Linked DNA regions of Mus musculus: region 1 is linked to region 2. The links are chromatin contacts, called in public HiChIP or PLAC-seq maps. All regions are on one chromosome and are shown on one strand. Each heading gives the region's core, a stretch centred on a gene start, on an enhancer-like site or on the middle of the called end of the contact. The rest is flanking DNA. Distances are from core to core; before and after follow the strand shown.

The links. HiChIP or PLAC-seq counts read pairs in DNA pulled down with a chosen protein or histone mark.
Region 1: an H3K27ac HiChIP or PLAC-seq map of cardiomyocytes shows a contact between it and region 2, with 2.1 times the contacts expected there. The contact joins two enhancer-like sites. A contact is called at or near these places in 4 of 484 Hi-C or Micro-C datasets (the N1E-115 cell line, bone marrow-derived macrophages, muscle stem cells and 1 more) and 3 of 115 datasets of contacts at active chromatin or transcription factors (bone marrow-derived macrophages, cardiomyocytes and differentiating embryonic stem cells).

The regions. Positions count from the first base shown.
Region 1 is chr17:9,999,836-10,003,011 of GRCm38.p6, reverse strand. No RefSeq gene overlaps it. Among named protein-coding and RNA genes, the nearest start is that of Gm34799, 95 kb to the right of the region's middle. Within about 2 kb of position 1,776, at least 39 of the 459 cell types and tissues checked have an H3K27ac peak or open chromatin away from gene starts, as enhancers often do. A contact at or near this core is called in cardiomyocytes and muscle stem cells, where this site is marked.
Region 2 is chr17:9,758,189-9,761,098 of GRCm38.p6, reverse strand. The region is part of intron 3 of 4930452A19Rik (RIKEN cDNA 4930452A19 gene); the gene reads left to right. Among named protein-coding and RNA genes, the nearest start is that of 4930452A19Rik, 16 kb to the left of the region's middle. Within about 2 kb of position 1,493, at least 47 of the 459 cell types and tissues checked have an H3K27ac peak or open chromatin away from gene starts, as enhancers often do. A contact at or near this core is called in cardiomyocytes and muscle stem cells, where this site is marked.

The DNA.
Region 1 (3,176 bases), core at 527-3,026, 240 kb before region 2:
CATGTTAGGGAAATTGATTGCTGTGCAGTTAAGAAATTGTAATAACGCATGCAGGCTAGTGTGATATTTGCTGTGGCACTACTTGGATAGTTGGGTTGGCTAGGAATTCAGTGGGAAACTAGCTTCAGGAAAACATTTACTGTTGAGTAAATATTTCAAACACATTCTCCAGCACTTTGGAAACATCCACTTATTTTCATAGACATGTTGATTTCAAGGGCATCTGAGAATGTGACAACATTATATTACTTTTCTTTATTTTGTCTTTCGAAGAGAGGCCTGAACATGTACTGTTCCCTTGTTAGTCTGAACTGTGAAATTTCTCTTTCTCTGCTGAGCCATGTTCATGTGACATCTCACCATGGTTTTAGGGCTGATTTATTATATTTATGTCCTTCATGAGCATGGGTGTCACAGACACAGAGAGAAGGTGGGTTGCTGCCTTCTCTCTGCTAAAAGGAGTATTGCTATATACAGCATTCCCACAAGCTCATGAAGGTCTTTCTCCAAGCATAGGAAGAATGTGTGTGTTTGTGTGTCTGTATTGTATGTGTGGTATATGTGTGTGTCAGTGTGTAGTGCATGTTTGTGTGGTATCTGTGTGTGAGCATGATGTACATGTGTGTGATTAATGATGTGTATTGAGTGTACAGTATAGGCATATGTGTGTAGTGTATGTGTGTGTGTGTTGTGTTTGTGTTGGTACATGTGTATGTGTGTGTATTCCTGTGCTTTTGTGTTAGTATATGTATGGTGTGTGTGAGTATGAGTGTGAGTGTGAGTGGTATATGTGTGTGAGTGTGGTGTATATGTGTACATGTCTGAGAGTGTGTGTAATTGTGTAAATGTGTGAGATAGATGTATGCATGTATATGCATGTGAGGTTTCCTGAGCATGTGTGTACAGAGGCCAAGATTAATTTTGTCTCCCACTATTGCATCTCACTTTGTCTTGAGACAGGGTCCATTACTGGACCTCGAGCTCACATGTTCTGTTGACTGTCTGGCTAGAAAGCCCCAGGGGATCCACCCGTCTTTGCCTCATTCTTAGCCTCAGCACTGCTAAATCCCACACCTACGCCTATTCCCTGCTCTGGGGTTTTTTTGTTTTATATGGGTGCAGGGGATTTGAACTCAGGTCCCCAGGCTCTTACACCAGTCTTTTTTATCCACTAAGCTATCATCTAGCTCGATACTTTCTTTTCCACGTGAGCCCTGAGTTTGTCTTTTTCCAGGCCTCAGGGCATATCTATGACCTCTTTGTCAAAGGCCATAGCTGGCAAATCCTCAGTAGTGTTTACTAATTTCCTAACACATTCAGAAGTTTCTGGACAGACTCTGTAGGATTCATTAATTTGTCCAGAAACAAAGACCCCTATGCTCTGGGTATGAGCTAGGCAGCACTGAGAGAAATTGTAAGTCAACATAGATTTATAAGTAGGGCTGTAGGAGCCATTTCCTGTTGTCACATTTTAAAAGGAGCTCATTTAAAGTTCAGCTTATTATGGATTGAGAAGAGCTGGCAGAGCATTCAGGACAAATATTTTTGGGCTCAGAACATGCGTGAGGTCATTGTGCCCTCACACGATTCTTCTGTGGAGATGGATCCTGGTAATAGGAGCCGGGAAGCTGGAATCTGTTCCTGGAAGCGCCTCCGACTTGACTCATCCTTAATCCATTATCCAGGACATCTCTTCTTGGATCTCTGCATTGCTCTTTCCTCTGGAAGATGTGGCCACACACTCCAGCTCTGACCTTCAAGCATCCTTCAGTCTCCAGTAGCCTGGTGGCAACTTCCTGGAAGCCAGTGGAGGAAGCAAAACCAGACAGCCAAGGCGTGAGGGAGCTGGAGGGGTCACTCTCTTGGCAGCTTAGCTTAGGGTAACTGTAGAGTGGGGGATGGGGAGCTTGTTCACCTCTGCCTTGAAGGCTTGTATCGGAATGGGAAGCTCTGAAATGCTTCCTGAATTTAGTTCTGGGGGATATGCCAAGTGAGTAATTGCATGATTTTTTTAACAGCATAGAGACACTAAGGACAGATGCGTTCGAAAGCTTTTATATTCTGCAAGAGTAATAATTTGTTTTGACTTAAACGACATTAGACATGGGGAGAGGGGCTAGGGGATGATGCTAGGGGTAGGGAGTCACATAGGGCCTCTCTAGATGTGCCATCAGTGACAGAAATCTAACACATGTGCTCATCTTTCTGAGGCTGTCCAAATGGAGCATGGCCAGACTTCCCCCCCAAACCCCCGAAGTCCTGTTTGCTAGGGATGACTTTCTGTGCTCATGGTAGTTATGAGGGCCCTTCTGGAAACATCACTCCTGGTCTGACATGGGGAGGACGTGCACCTTTGTTCCATAATACATAATTAAAGACTCCGACAATGAGTGGCCTCCATACATAAACCAAGTTTCCCAGTAAAAACAAAAGATCTCTATGGAAGATTTTAGAACTCATTATCATTTCAAGGCACGGGATGGAGGTCGGCAAACGTCTGTTCCATGAAGTGAGCAATCTTATAACTCTTTAAAAAAAAAAAAAAAGAGGGAAACAGCTCATGGTTTCCAGATTGTCCTTCTGTTTAATCTGTTTGATTAAAATTTGAAGGAGAGAGAATTAATATCTGTTACCTTCCTTGTCTGATAAGGAATGGTGATTGAGCGGAAGTCAGGGATTGAATTGTTCTAAGGGTTCTGAAGGGAGGGTCTATCTCAGTCCATCCAATGCTCTGAACAACTGCTGTAGAGTGGGGGCTGGGGTGTAGAGGTCAAAATGACCACTTCCCAGTTAAAGCAGACCAGCATGTGAAGTCATCCAGATATCCCTGCCCTGCCCAATCGGCTCTCTGAGGCAGGAGGACCACAACAGTGAGTGTTCCAGACTACTCGTTCTCCCTTTCTTCCCTGGAGCCTGCCACAGCTTGACAATGTACTAAGTTGCAGGTTCTTTTTGATGAAGAGGTATAGAGGTTCCCTTACATGACGATAACCTGACACAGGAACTGAGGGATGGATAGTCCCAGCAGTTAACCTGACACGGGAACTTGGGGATGGATAGTCCCAGCAGTTAACCTGACACGGGAACTTGGGGATGGATAGTCCCAGCAGTCTGTGAGGCCACTTTTCTCTTGTCTTCAAGCTTAGACATTTAACAACAATGGCTAACTTGTGCTG
Region 2 (2,910 bases), core at 244-2,743:
AGATTGAAGCCACAGAGAACAGCAGATCCCTAAATGGGACTAAGATGGCAATTCCACTAGTGACTGGAGGACAGATAGACCATACAGAAGCCAGAAACAGCTGCTGAGCAGCTCAGAATATTGTCTTCCCAGCTTCTCCAAGGCCTGAGCTGAGAAACCAGATTTCTTCTGGGTGTACATCACTCTTTCCTCTCCTTTGAAGGACACTGAATTTCCATAAAACCACAAAGGCCAGAAGCACACTCAAGACCAAAATAGCACTGAGGTTAAAAAAAAAAAAAAAGAGTAACCTTGGTTAAACAGTGTCGCTCCACGGCCCATGGCCATTAAGTACTAATGCACTGGAGATGCTATGGTAGAATATATGGGCCCCCTTTTGAATCATAGGACCTTAGGCAATAAGAGCATAAACATTTGTTGGCAAGCAGGGCAATGAAGCAGAATGCAGTTAGTTCAGATGCAGGCATGTTGATTTCCTGTGCTATGCTCAGCTGGACTCTGAGATCGTCAGTACTGTGAACTCAAACCTACATCCCCAGCCAGATTCCTACAGAGGGAGGGGACAGGAGGGACGGATGGCCAGCTTGCTTTGCTCCTGTGTGCTCAGTCTAATCTGTACATATGTGCAGATCCATATTTAGAATTTGTCTAGGCAGAGAGTGGTGAGCCATGGAAGCTTTTGCTTATCACTTGAAGGATGCTGGGGAGTTGTACGCCAAGCTTCTATCAGGAGCCCTATTCTCTTCCTCCTCACAAATCCACAAAGACAGAATCTGCTGATGTGGAAACGAAGGCTGTCTGTCTGTCAAGGACACGGGACATTTGTGTCCTTCGCCTACCAGTTTCTGTCATATTGGCAGGCAGATGTAAGGCTCATGTGGGGCCACGGTGGGTCAATAACGTCAATATGGTTTTGAGTTTACATTCAGCTTTTCTTTGACTAAAGAGAGAGCTTTTATGTATAATTAAGGCTTGGAAAATGGTGTCAGCACTTTTCCTTTGAGAAAAAAAATAAAAAGGGTGAGGGCAGCTGCTAGATGGGCTAAAGTCTGTGGTCTTTCTCTTCAGTATTGTGGCTGGTGGTAACTCCAGGCTGTGATGTTTGCTGCCCTGGAGACATGAAATGTCCTATGGGAATGACTGTAACCAAGAGTCCCTCCCCCATTCTGTGTAGCTGCTGCACCCCCCTCTCAGATGAGTCCAAAATTTTCAGAGACAGCCTAGTTATGGCTAAGGTTTCAAGCCCCAAGTCCTTCACTGCTCTGAACGCCACCCTGATGTGACCTGTCACCTCCATTCCAACACTCTGAGAATAGCCCGCCCTGGTTGCCTCTGTGTCCTTGATGCTCAGCCATGTGTGACTCTGGCTGCCCAGACCTGAGGCTGCGGGTCTCAGGAAGGGCCAGCATCCTCAGTGAGCACCTCTCTCCGTACCACACACATCGGATTGATTCCAGAGAGCCTCAGAGAGGGCTGTGTGCCTTTCAGTGTAACAAAATCACTGTGGTAGTGGTTCCCAAGTTCTTCCTCAGATCTGGTAACCCCCCCCCCCAACCCCAAGAGCCCTCCGATATCATTCCCCTGGCTCCCCCTAGTGGCCCAGGGGTCCCCAACCAGAACGTTTTTTATTACAGGGTTTTTTTTGTTTTTTGTTTTTTTTTGTTTTTTGAGATTATAATATAATTACATCATTTCTCACTTTTCTTGCCAAACCCTCCCACATACCCCTCCTTGGTTTATAAGTTCATCATCTGCCTAAGGAGATTTCTGATGAGCCTGTTTCTATACCACATGTGAGGGCAACTGGATCCACCCTGATTCTAAACCCAGAATGTGGGGTCCTGGGAACTCTGGTGTTTTTATGCTCCCATCTCTGAATGCTAGTCAAAATTTCTGCCAGGGACCTTAGGGGCCACTTACCTTTGAGGTTGGGTTGGGACATCTTGTCTTTTTGTTTGTTTTATTTTGAAGACAACATGAGCCGACTCTGGCCTGGACCTCATCCGGGAATGCAGATGGGGCTCAGCTTTAAATGATTGCCTGCCTTAGTTTCCCCAGTGATCAGTAGCAGCGTGAGCTATGGTGGCAGTCTACTTTAATGAGAAGTCCAAGAGTAGAAGGTGAGGGACCAACTATCTCTGATGCTATGTCTGGCACCAGTCCTAAGCCATCCAGGTTGCTGATTTCTAACAGCTGTGTTAGAAAAGTTCATGGACATCACTAACATTTCTCTCTTGTGTGTTTCAGCCACACAGTTCTCAAATATCCACAGACACCATAGCAGCCCAGGTGAGCCAAACTAAGCAGCCAGCATCACTGCCCTCATGTTGAGCCACAGGGGTTGGGTCCTCAGAGTGCTGCTGCCACTGCTGCGAATTTGTATATATTTTTAAAGAAAAGTAAGCAAGTTAAGTTTATTGCAAAGGAAGGCTATAGCTCTCTGCAGCAGAGGAAAGGGTCAGAAACTGGTTGCTCTGCGGGTAATTTTAATTTTTTTTTCTATTTAGTTGCTTTTTTTCTTACTAAAGAATAAGGGGTTTTCTGTTAGACATAACTTAAAGGATCTTTGTTAGGGAATAGGGTGAGGGTATGGGAAGGGGCAGTTTGGGGTGGGTAAGCATGGGACCTCTTGGTTCAGAGCCTGGCTCCACTGTTTTTACTGGACCATTGAATGAATGGTCCACAGCCAATACCCACCCATCTGTGCCTTCATCTTCGGGACTGGCCTAGGTAAAGCTGTAAGCCTCCCTTACTCCATGTAGACCATTCTTACTGGAAATGAGGCCAGGACACAAGTCTATACCTCTGACCTTTCATTTGGGCACATTAATGCTTCACAATTTTGACAAAGGGAAGTTAACTTGGGTTTGGAAAGTTAGGAAAAGGTGTTGCTGCCATGCAGATCCCTTG